Regions from separate parts of the Mus musculus genome. Here region 2 is linked to region 1. Evidence: chromatin contacts called from public Hi-C data. All regions are on one chromosome and are shown on one strand. The core of a region is the stretch at or near the end of the contact, and the rest is flanking DNA. Distances in the headings are between cores, read along the strand shown. Region 1 overlaps Mapkap1 (mitogen-activated protein kinase associated protein 1). Region 2 has its middle 3.8 kb from the start of Gm34372.

Evidence for each region. A called contact is a pair of places that touch in the nucleus more often than the background predicts.
Region 2: a Hi-C map of the N1E-115 cell line shows a contact between it and region 1, with 2.1 times the contacts expected there. The contact joins two enhancer-like sites. A contact is called at or near these places in 2 of 484 Hi-C or Micro-C datasets (the N1E-115 cell line and olfactory sensory neurons) and 1 of 9 other capture datasets (embryonic stem cells).

Annotation. Positions count from the first base shown.
Region 1 is chr2:34,485,913-34,491,990 of GRCm38.p6, reverse strand. The region is part of intron 4 of Mapkap1 (mitogen-activated protein kinase associated protein 1); the gene reads right to left. Among named protein-coding and RNA genes, the nearest start is that of Mapkap1, 82 kb to the right of the region's middle. Within about 2 kb of position 4,535, at least 6 of the 459 cell types and tissues checked have an H3K27ac peak or open chromatin away from gene starts, as enhancers often do. A contact at or near this core is called in the N1E-115 cell line, where this site is marked.
Region 2 is chr2:34,632,268-34,638,249 of GRCm38.p6, reverse strand. No RefSeq gene overlaps it. Among named protein-coding and RNA genes, the nearest start is that of Gm34372, 3.8 kb to the left of the region's middle. Within about 2 kb of position 3,544, at least 8 of the 459 cell types and tissues checked have an H3K27ac peak or open chromatin away from gene starts, as enhancers often do. A contact at or near this core is called in the N1E-115 cell line, where this site is marked.

The sequences.
Region 1 (6,078 bases), core at 3,286-5,785:
TCATAAACACAGCAAAAGATTCATGTTGAACAGCCTCCTACAGAAGGATCTAGGTCTGAGGGAGGAGAGTATCAAGGCACAGAGACTCCTAGGACCCCCTCTGATCCTAACTGCAGGACAGTCACTGTTGGTTAGGAGATTCTGGCAGGTGTTAATGGCCTATCCTATGGTCTCTAAACCCTACTCATTTCATATGAAATCAGAAAAAACACAGAGATGCTTAGTAAATGACTGAAGCACTTTATCATTTCAATTTTCTACTTCCATCTTGGGAAAGTGCCTTGTACAAACCCTGAAATTATCTATTTTAATGAGGAGACTCTTGTGAAAAAGCTCCAGGTGGTGGCAGTGAGTTTGATCTGAGAGTCCCTGTGTTGCAAGATTTAGAGAAAATCATCTAAAACATAAAACAATCCATCAACATAATAGAAAGTAATTAACTTATTAAAAAAAAATAAGGTGACCAAAGGATTAAAAGTATTCATCACACATGAAGAAAGCAATATTCCAGAGACCTAACATCCAAGTATTAAAAAGCAACTAACAATAAACAAAGATTGTGTCACACAGCTTTACTGCACAGCAATTTATGTGCTCCCCAATACAGGATTGGGGAGATAAAGCCATAATTAGAACATGAGAGAGGGCGGGCTTCACGGGGACCGGTTTCAGCTGTATCTCCCTCCCCTCTCATGCAGCCAACAAATACCCACTCTAACACCTTGCTGGAACCAGAAGATCCAGTCTAATAAGCATGGTGTGGAGCAGACCCTCAGCAGTCTCCTGGCCTGCTGGGGAGTGAACACTCTACGAAGGAAAAGAGAAAGGCTGCCAAAAAAGGCCAGAGGTGGTCACACTGGCAGGGGTTGAAGAGGCACCATGGGAAAACCTTCATGCTCCCTGACAGAGAACCATGAGCCCAGAGAAGCTGCTCAGTGGTTTAACAATCAGCACAACAGAGGCAGGGCAAGGCAGAGTTTCCTTCTGAGACATGATGATTTTATGAGTGGTTTTAATATTTTGCTTTGTATTTTTTATAATGAATACTACGTTTCCAATTAGAAGCAAAAGACTGTAATTATAAGCAATAACAGCAACAAAAAGGAGATGATGAGAGCAAGGGTCAGTACCGCTCACGGCTTAAGGGCCTTCGGTAAGAGAGAGAAGCTCCATGTTGGAAATGCAGCTCAGGTTAAGGTGCCCAGCAAACACGGACTAGGGACACAGTATGTGAGCTGGGACTAGAGCGCCAGGGCAGCACTTCCCTAGCACAGGTAAGGCCCAGGGCTTACCAGTTTTTATTAAAGAAAAATAAAAAGCAACAAATCCAGCGGGTGAGGTGCCTCAGCAGGTAAAGCACTTGCTGCCAGACCCGATGACCCAGGGCCCACAGAACAGAGTGGATTCCCTAGAAGTGCCCTGAGGACACTACCCTGTGGCATGTGCAAACACACATGACCAGGTAAGATCTAAATATGTAACTTAAACAATTCTAAATGATGACTTATAGTCAGTCAGCACATGTGAAGCTAGCCACAGATCTGAGGCAACAGAAGAGTGCTCCTTCGGCCAGTGTTCTCTGCAATCGGCTCTCCTATCATCAGCACCAGCTACTGGCCCTGACATGTCTCTCAAACCTTTCTCCTGCTGTCTGTCCTGTGGCACTGGTCCAAATGAAGCCATATCATCCTCTTTGTTTCAACTGTCTTTACCTCAGGAAGCCCACATCTTCATAGTCCTACCTCCTTCCTGTCAACAGCAGAGATCTCCCTCAAACAATAGATCACACCAGTCAGAAACCTGCTGTTTCCACCACTGGGTGCTAACATTTCTGCCTTGGCATGGCAGCTAGTAACCTGGACAACCAGCACCAATGCCTTACTGCTACTCAATACACAGAACAACAATTCAGATCACAGACTTGCGGTCACCTGCATCCAGATTTGAATCCTGGCTCTGACAGCTGCCCTTAGACACCTCTCAGAACCTCCACTTTCTCACTGAGATAAGCAAATACAAGGTTCGTTTCTCATACACATGACACCCACAGATACTCACTGACCAAGGAATGCAGGCTTTCCTCTGCCCTTCAACGCAAACGTCTCCTCTTCCAAGAAGGGAAAGTTCAAAATCACTGCCTCGCCCCTACTTCCTTGATTCTCACGACCTTACAGTTCACTGTTTTCTATCTCTCCCTTCCTCTTCTCTCATTACAGAAACACAACAACTGCATTCCATCCACTTGTGTATGTTCCTTGGGCCTGAAGTACAGCAGAGGTTTAGGGTTAGCTTTGCTAAGCTAAACCAACTCCTCAGGTCTCTCACTTCTTTCTTATCCTCGGAAACTGACTGTCTCTGTTACTCCAGGCCACTCTTCTCTGAAATGCCTCCTGCACATATAACACAGGACCTGACATACAGCAAGTGAGGAATAATGATTAAAACACTTCATTACCTGCAGCTTACTGAGCTGAACAGATTTAACATCCCACTATTGTAAGCTGTATTCTCTGAAACATTCTTTGATATAAATATGTACACATTCTATGTGTATATTACTGGGTAAAGGGATATGAGTCTTTGTAGCTTATGATACATTGGAAATGTGTTTTCAAGCCTATCAAAAGAATATCAACATTATGAACCATAAGCCATCTTATTAATAATCTAATAATTAGCTTTTCCAATCTAAAAATATAAAGCTTAAAAAGAATTTGTCACAGAGAATGTAAATAGGAAGTAGCTGAGACGTACAGCAATGGACATGATGATGGACTGGTCCATTTAGACAATGTGTCTCATTAACTAAAATAATATAGAACCTAGATACATACATACATACATATATATATATATATATAGCCTATATTATCTATTGCCTATAATAAAACTAATACAAAATTAGGCACTTTATAGTTTCCAAAATAGAGGAAGCAGAAAGAACAGATGCTGTTCAATTTCAAATAATCTTTTTTAAAAATAATTTTATGTTAAACTAAGTATGCACATGCTTTTACTTCTAGCACTAAGGAGGCAGAGGCAGGCAGACTGCTGCAAGTTCAAGGCCAGCCTGGTCTACATAGAGAGAGCCTGCTTCAAAAACAAAAACAAAAACAAAAACAATCCCAAAACAACAAAACCCTGTATTTATTTTGAGTGTGTGTGTTCTGCCTGTATGTATATCTGTGCATTACATTTGTGCCTGATGTCTGAGGTTAAGAGGGTGTTGGATCCTTTCAACTGGAGTTACAAACAATTGTGAGCCACCACGTAGGTACCTGGAATCAAACCTAGGTCCTCTGGGAGAGTAGCCAGTGTTCTTAACTGCTAAGCCATCTTTCAAGCCTGCCCCTGACTCCATTTGGACAGGGTCTCACTCTATAGCCCTGGCTAGCCAGGACCTTGCTATGTAGGTCTTGCTGGTCTCACATGTGTGATCTTCCTATCTTTGCTTCCTGCATGCTGCTGGGATTGCAAGCTACATGGCCTGATTAAAATGATTTTCACTCAGGAACAACCCTCATCACTTGAGTCAACTGAACTAAGACTTACGAACATAAGGCTCAGGTAGCAGGGCTACTTAACATAAACACTTCCAATAATAAATTGAATAGCAGATCTCCAAACTGTTGCTAAGTGTTCAATTTCTTTGCCAAAGGAAGGAAACAGAAAGGACAGATAGCTTGGCTTCTGCAATTAAAGAGACAAAAAGCAGGCAACGTTATTCCATTAGTCACAACTGCACAAACAGATCATTATATGTAATTTTAATGCACAAATAAATGCATCAGTGTATCCAGACAACATAATAATGCAAATTGATAAAAGGTTTATTTTATTTGTAGTCTTTGAAAGGAAATATTGTGTTTAAGCAATAGCTGCTTTGCCTTTCTACTGACACCTTTCTCCCTATCCTACATAGGGTGATAGCAAGGCAAGATCTGGTACACTTATATGCTCACTTCTCTAACAACATTTAATGGTTTCCATTTGAAGATAAGTAATATTTTCAAACACAATAAACCAGATTATCTAATTGTGAAAAATAAAGAGGCTCTTTATAACAGAGGAAAAACTTCTAAACACTACAGTTTTATGGGCTCAGGAGATGAACTCACTTTTTTTGCATTCAAAATAGTAGCAATGAATATGAATAGATTTTATATAAAACTATATGACAAATCCATTCAGAGCTATGGAGTTGGCTTTGTACTGCTATCTTAACCCTCAATAAATCTAGACTGCTTAAAGGCTATTAAATTAACATTTCCCTGATCTGGCACCTGTAGTCAAGTTAATTTGTCAAAAACATTTCTACAGTTTGTCACTGGACACTGTATTTTCTGACAAGCTTAAAATAAAATTGACAAAATTTCATTAATTCCCTCTGAATCACCAACCTTGGTTCCATTAAGCTTTTATTATCAAGAACGTCAACTGTCACTCCTTCTTTAAGGAGGTCAAGTTCTGATCTGGGTGCTTCTTGGATCCTTGCCATTGTAACAGAAGCTGGAAGGCAGCACAGTGTGGTGGTGAAGAGCATAAGCCGGAACTCAGGCCTGCACACAACGCCGACAGAGACTGACCTTCAGCAACTTAGGCTTTTTTAGGTCATGATGTCCTTATCCGCAAAGAATGAGAGCCTGAGTTTGGATCTTCAAAACGTATGTTAGATGCTAGGCACGTGGTGGCACACAGCTTTAATTCCAGCACTTGGGAGACAGAGGCAGACAGATTCTGTGAGTTCGAGGCTAATCTGGTCTACAAGCAAGGTCCAGGTCACTCAAAGCTACATAGTGCGATTCCATTGTAAATAAACAACAGGAAATAGGGCATAGTGGCATGGTGCTATATAGTCAGCTAATCTAGCCACCAGTGAGCTCCAGGTTTAGTGAGAGAGTCTATCTCAAGAAAATAATAAACAACAAAAAGTAAGTAAATAAAATGAGAAGCAACAGAGCAAGGAAACAAAGTCAACCTCTCACTTCCACACACGCATGAGAACACACATCATACACACACAGGATTTTAAAAGCATGGAGAATAACAGTTCTCCCTCATGGGGTTGCAGGGAGGACCTGAAAAGATTCCATGGAGAAGCATTCATTTCTCTGATCTACAGTAATGGCTCCTGAAATGCTCTTGGCCACTATTCTTGCTATATGTGGATATAATAATCTTACTTTATAATCAGAGACTTAAAAGGTTTTATTGACAACCACAGACTTGAAACTCTTAAGACAGCTTCTGGGTATCTCCTGTAAAACACCCTCAGAATGTGGCATGCAGCAGCCTCTCCTGAAGCCCTAAACTGATGTGGCCCTGTCACCAGCTAAAAACAAAACAAAACAAACAAACAAACAAAAACCTAAGCCCTCTACCTTACCCCCATGGACAGTCTTGACAATTCAATGTTTCTTCCTGTTGGGTAAAAGATTCCTGCAGAGTATTCCCACTGATCTTGGTGCTAGCCTAATGACATCTGAACAAGTCTACTGCTGCTTTCCAGCACTTCCCTCCCAGCCCTTGCCCGGCCTCCTTTATATACCTATAACCAAACCAAAACTCCAAACACACAAACCAAACCAAACAAAAACCCAATGCCACCTGGGCTGCTGTACTGTAGAGTACACTGGACTGTGACCTTTTCAAGGTCACCTGGGCTGCTGTACTGTAGAGCACACTGGACTGTGACCTTTTCAAGGTCACCTGGGCTGCTGTACTGTAGAGTACACTGGACTGTGACCTTTTCAAGGTCACCTGGGCTGCTGTACTGTAGAGCACACTGGACTGTGACCTTTTCCAGAAGACAGCACAGGAAAACTGTAACATCACAGCAAAAGTCTACAGCCCTAGACAGGTACAGGAAGTTGTTCTTCTCAAAACTTTTAATGCCCTGATCCTTGGGGATGGGAGGAAGCCTAACACCCCTGTTTTAAGCATTGAGTTATCCTGTGTGGTTTGAACAATAAACTTAAATAAATTAAGTTAGCAAATGAAGGCCAGCAAAAATACTCAACAGCAACAGGTGCTTGCTCAATAAGCCCAATTCTTGGATTCTGGAAACCATGATTGACG
Region 2 (5,982 bases), core at 2,295-4,794, 150 kb before region 1:
GTTTCTGATCCCATTACAGATGGTTGTGAGCCACCATGTGGTTGCTTGGGAATTGAACTCAGGACCCCCTGGAAGAGCAGTCAGTGCTCTTAACCACTGAGTCATCCCTCCAGCCTCAGTTTCTTGACTTTGAAGGAGGCCCCTGAATATCACATATTTTGAGGCTCAGGACAGAGAGAGTGGGGGTCCCAATCCTTTGCTGGGTCTAGTACTTAGAAAGGGCCAGCTTGTGTGAGCTGACATTTCAAGGTCCTCCCCATTTTCAGGGCCTATTCAGCATTTAGTCCTGTCCCCAGGAACCCCATTGCCACCCCACAGGCAGCACCAAGTCCTGGGAGGACTGGACCCTCCGTGGAGTGGCTGTCATCACAGCTTGGGGCCGCTGTATCTGCAGCTACATCCGGGAAATTCAGACCCAGATGCGGGAAGATGGAGGACCCATGGCCCTGACCTAAAGCTCTGAGAGTGTGGCCGTGGGAGGGTGACGTACACAATTGTAGTTGACCTGGTCACTCTTGTCTTGCTATAGATGACAAAGAAAGAGTAAATCCAAGCGGGGTGAGATCTGGCCTGGGCTGGTGGCGCAGGGAGGGGCAGGACCCTGGCAAGGAAGGTGGCTCAGGCCAGGGCTGAAGAGGGGTCCTTGCTCCCCATGGTCATTCCAGGTTTCTGGCCTTTGCTGTCCAGCTGACAAAATTCTCATGATTAGGGGAGCGGCCTAATCCCATTTGCTGGGAGCCTGGTCTTGGTCCTGCTGGGTGTACTGGATCCGAATGTACTGGATCTAGCTCCATTCTCTGGGTCTTTTAAGTTGAGCTCCTTGGGAGCAACTGTAACCACCAGCCTGGCTGGGGGCCGAAGCTGGGAGACCTGAGAGGGTTTGATGGGAGGGGCTGGGGACCCATGTTTCCCTCCCTTTATCAATAGCCATTTTATTTATTTATTTATTTATTTATTTATTTATTTATTTATTTATTTATTTATTGAGACAGGGTTTCTCTGTATAGCCCTGGCTGTCCTAGAACTCACTCTGTAGACCAGGCTGGCCTTGAACTCAGAAATCTGCCTGCCTCTGCCTCCTGAGTGCTAGGATTAAAGGTGTGCGCCACCATGCCTGGCTCAATAGCCATTTATTGAGCACCTACTGTTTGCCCTGGGCCATACTGAGTGGGACAAACTCTGTGTTCTCACTTCCTACAGGGCTTTGTCTGTGAGCATTGGACACTAAGTATGTATGTATCTATTATTGCTGTGCATGTGTTGTATGTAGGTAGTATATGTGCACATGTGTGTGAATGTGGAAGCCAGAGGAGGACATCAACTGTCCCACTCTATTACTCTTCACCTCACTGAACCCCGAGTTAGACAAGCAGTCAGTAATCCTTGGTGATCTTCCTGTCTCTATCGCTCATGGCTCTGTGGTTACTGACATGTGTGTAGCCATGCATAGCTTTTACATGGGTGCTGAGGATTTGAACTTGGGTCTGTTTTCTTGCACAGCAAGCCATCTTACCCACTGAGCCCTCTGGACAGCCCCTAATTATGTACTATTTAATTTCAAGGACAAGAGATGGCAGGTCTTGGTATCCACTGGGGATGTGGGCAGCAGAGGTCCCACAAACACGTGGATATCAGTTCACACTCTCAAGTGGGAAGGGTGGGGAAGGAAGGGGCAGGCAGGTTGTGGGGCCACAGCTCCAAGAGGGATGAATAGAAGGGAAGGCAGGTGAAGCCTTTTAGGGACAAGGGAAGAGAGCCACAGTCCAGGGGACTCTGGATTTTGCCCTAAGTCTGTAGGAGGTGGAAGGCCTATGGCCCTGGGGGTGTAGCCATGTCTGAGCCAACTCAGGGAGGTAGGTTCTTGATGTCCTGGGAAGGCCAAGGTTCCTGAGAAGCCAGGGGGAGGCCGGGCTTGGGGAGGAGCAGCTATATGCATGGGCAGGGAGGAGACAGAACATGGAGGTCATTGGTAGGGGTCAAGGCCCAGGACAGCAGATTGTCACCAGGCCTGCGGCTGCGCTGGCCCTGGGCTTGGTCTATCCTAGGCCTTTATGTTCAGCCCTGGGGAAACACTTGGGCCTGATGGTATGTTTTCCGGAGGGAACGGATGGTCAGAATGAAGGGAGGCGGCTGGCGGGGGTGGGGAGTGGTTTTCCCGGAATCCTAGATCAAGCCTTAATAATTTGTTTCAGAATTAATGTGCGTTCACGCCATCTTTGCTGTTCCAGCTCATTGAAGATTAAATAAAAATGTGATTCCCCTCCCCCCAGATGGAGGGAGAGAGACCAGGTCTAATCTTTCCAGCTGGGCCAGCTGGGAAACTACCACTCCATGGGGAATAAATCTCTGGGGGAGGGGACTCTTGACTCTCTGGCTTTCAATCCAACGGGGCATAGTGGCCCTAGTTATGTCTCATATTATCGAGCTGATAATCTTTTATTGTATCGGGAGACCTTTCGTGGATGGAAGCTCTGAGCCTTCTCAGGGCTGAGGCTGATGCCTCACTAGGCTCTGTGGCAGGGGCATGGCCAGATCCTCACAAGCGGATTCTAAGTGCCTGGGCACCAGAGAACCCAGGTCTCTTTGTGGAGAAATAGTGGTTCTTTGCCTCATTCTTGGCACCCAGGCCAGGGAAGCCGACTGAGGCAATGTGTACTCATTCCTTTTTTCCTTCAGTTACTCATCTACTCAAGGATCAAGTTATTTTTATGTTGTTTTTTGTGCCAGAGTTTGAGGGCAACCAGGCAGGCAGGCAGACAGACAAGCAAGCAGATAGGCAGGCAAGCTGGCTTCTTATCAGGGTCACCACCACTTTGTCTTATGCCTCAGGATTAGCATGCCCTGATCTTGGACCATCTTCTCTGACTGGTCCCTTTTCTCCTCAACATTTCATGTGGATCAAGATAGAGGAGGTATTAATCCAGCGTGTATAGAGGCATTAGAAGCTGACTGGGTTTGTCCCCTCCCCTCCCCTCCCCTCCCCTCCCCTCCCCTCCCCTCCCCTCCCCTCCCCTCCCCTCCCCTCCCCTCCCCTTCCCTTCTCTTCCCTTCCCTTCCCGGTTTCTCTGTGTAGCTCTGGCTGTCCTGGTGGAACTTCCTCTGTAGAGCAGGCTGTCCTTGAACTCAGAGATCTACCTGCTTCTGTCTCCGGAGTGCTGGGATTTAAGGTGTGCACCATCACTGTCTGGCAACTGTCAGAGTATTCTAAGAAGCAGAAATACCTTTTCATGTTCATGTGACTGCAGAAGCCTCGGTTGTGGGCTGGATACAGGGTCAAGATGTCAGTGAGGGCTTTGGAGTCTCGCCTGTCTCTGTGTGCTTCCATACCACGTGTCAGCTAACTTCATGTTTTAATAAGTTGTCCACACACACCTTTGATCTTATAAATTAGATTTATCATCCTATATAGTCCAACCTGGGCCAGGCAGCTGCCCCTGTCTCCAAAATGCCAAGATTATAGGTATCCCTTGATATAGCTGGGTTATGTAGTTCTGAGCACTGGACCCAGGGCTTCCTGCATGCTAGGAGACATATCCTGATTCCCAGAATCAAATCAGAATCTAGGACCTTGTGCAAGCTAGACCACACTAGACCATGCTAGACCAGAGACTCGTGTGGGCGGAGCTCCCTGGAGTCTTTGATCAGGGACAAAATGCAGCTGGGTCCCAGCATAGCCAGTGTTCCGGGTCCAGTGTGCAGTGTGCCTGATCATTGTCTGTGTTAGGGGACTCAGGCTCTGGTGGGGACACAGGGGCAGGCACACTCAGAGCTTTGCCAGGTTGAAACTGAGCCCTCATAGGCAGTGCTAAGAGGGTAGAAACTTGATCTGTGGTAGCCAGAAGTAAATCAGATTAAAATGGCCTGATGCTGCTGATCTCTGACCTTCACACACACACACACACACACACACACACACACACACACACACACTCTCTCTCTCTCTCTCTCTCTTTCTCTCACATCAATATGTACCCTAGCCCATGACACAGAAAATGGACAGAGTGTCCAAAACCTTTTTAAAGTACTCAAGAACTCAGTGACAGAAAGCTCTCCATAATAACAGGACAAAGGTCCCATGTGGACACTTCCCACAGCAGTGAGCAAATGTCCTGACTATTCCCACCAGGGCACGCTGTGTCAGCAGCCTCTGCTCTGAGCATCTCTCCACGCTGGCCACTGACACAGACCTTCATCCCCACCTCTGAGGCTCCCTATAGGGGTGGGGGTGGGGTTCCTGGTGCCTGTCAGTGGCTTCAGTGGCATCTTTGACACAGGGTCATTACCAGGCTCCTGGCACCTGTAGAGGGCTGAAAGCCACCCTGGGCCTGGCTTACAGTGTCCCCAGCCTCCTGTTCCCTGGTGTTCTCGTTATTTCCTAGTCTAGGCCAGAGCACCCTTTCTCAAAGACCCCCAGTCTTTGTCGCCCAGCGCTCTGTCACTCGGCAGCACCCAGAACATGGTTTGGCTCTCGCTGTAGGCCTCAACCAATGGGGGTTCTGCTCTGGGCCACTTGGTCAGGGTTGAGGTGGAAACCACTCTGGTTGTCCCAGGAGAAGGAGCTGAGGGGCTGGGCAGAAGCTGACACAGGTAGAATAAATACCCTGAGGACCGGTCCCACGGACTGGGCAGGGAATCATTTCCTGTCCCGGCTGCAGCCTGAACTGTGTGCAGCCGGGCACAGGATGGGACGCAGGAAGGCCTGGAGACCTCCACATCTTGGCTAATTTTTTTAAGGAATTATTTTTAATTATGTATGTGTGTATGTCTGGGTATTTTAGTTATGTATTCTGTATATGTGTGGGTATGTGCGCATGTGCAGGTGCCCATCGAGACCAGGGGCATCAGATCTCTCAGGCATTTGTGAACCTCTGGGAAGTGACCTCAGGTTCCATGCGACAGGAATGCCTACTCATAACCTCTGGCCGCCCCTCCAGCCCCTGCATTTGGTTAGTCACCGGAGCGCATTTCCTTGTGGTATCTTGCAGGTGAGGGGACGGAGGCCCAGAGTATTGAGGGAAGCACTGAGAGAAACTTTAATTTGCTCCTGCTGGAGGGACCCACCGAGATTGATGGGCGTGTTTGGGGACACAGGCCCAGACCACTCTCTGTAGGAGGCTCCTTCCACAGCTGTCCCTGAGAGGAACCCAAATTAGTCCCCTGGACTTCCAGTTGGATCCCTACTGTGTGCCATAACTTCCTTTGAAGGGAATTTAGAGGGACAAAACCTGTGTGGTCAGGTGGACGGGACTCTAAGAAGCTCAAAGGCTAACATGGAAAGTCCTGGAGAGAGTTCTGGTTCTGTAGCCCAAGCTGGCCTGCGACTTGGGTCCATGTGCCGTGTGACCAGGCCACACCTGTATCCTCTGTGTCTGGTTCTGTCTCTGTGCATCTTGGGTAAGCATGCCTGCCCTGAGCATTGCTTCAGTTCTGTAATCGAGTCCTCATGGGTGGTGACAGGAGGTGGTGAGTTCGAGCCCCGCTAGGACTCCTTGACAATGAGCTATAAAGTGACTTGCTCCAGTGTCTCAACAGCGACAACCACATCACAAAACCAAGTCAGATAACAGCGAAGAACAGCAGAAAGGAGGCGTCTGTCGTCTGGGCATCTTATGTTTTGTTTGGTGCCTTCTTCCCCTGCCCCAAAGGCCCACCTGCATCACTACAGAGGATCAAGGACACTAGCGCTCACCCACCCTGGAGCACATCGGGTGGGAGCTCCGGCTGCTTTCCAGTCTGAGCGCCTCTCCCCAAATGGTTCCCATCTCCTGTGCAAACATATTTATTGGGTTTGATGGCAAACACATTATACTTGTCCCAGGAAGGGCAGTTCCAAAGAGAAAACCTTGAAGTCCGGGAAATAATGACGGGGGAGTTAAATTAAAGTGTATAAAACCCTCCCGAGAGATAACGTCAGGGTGAGTTACAGGCCCGATAAGGGATTGGGGCTTCTCAGAGGGGCTCAGAAAGGTCGCCCAGTAGTAC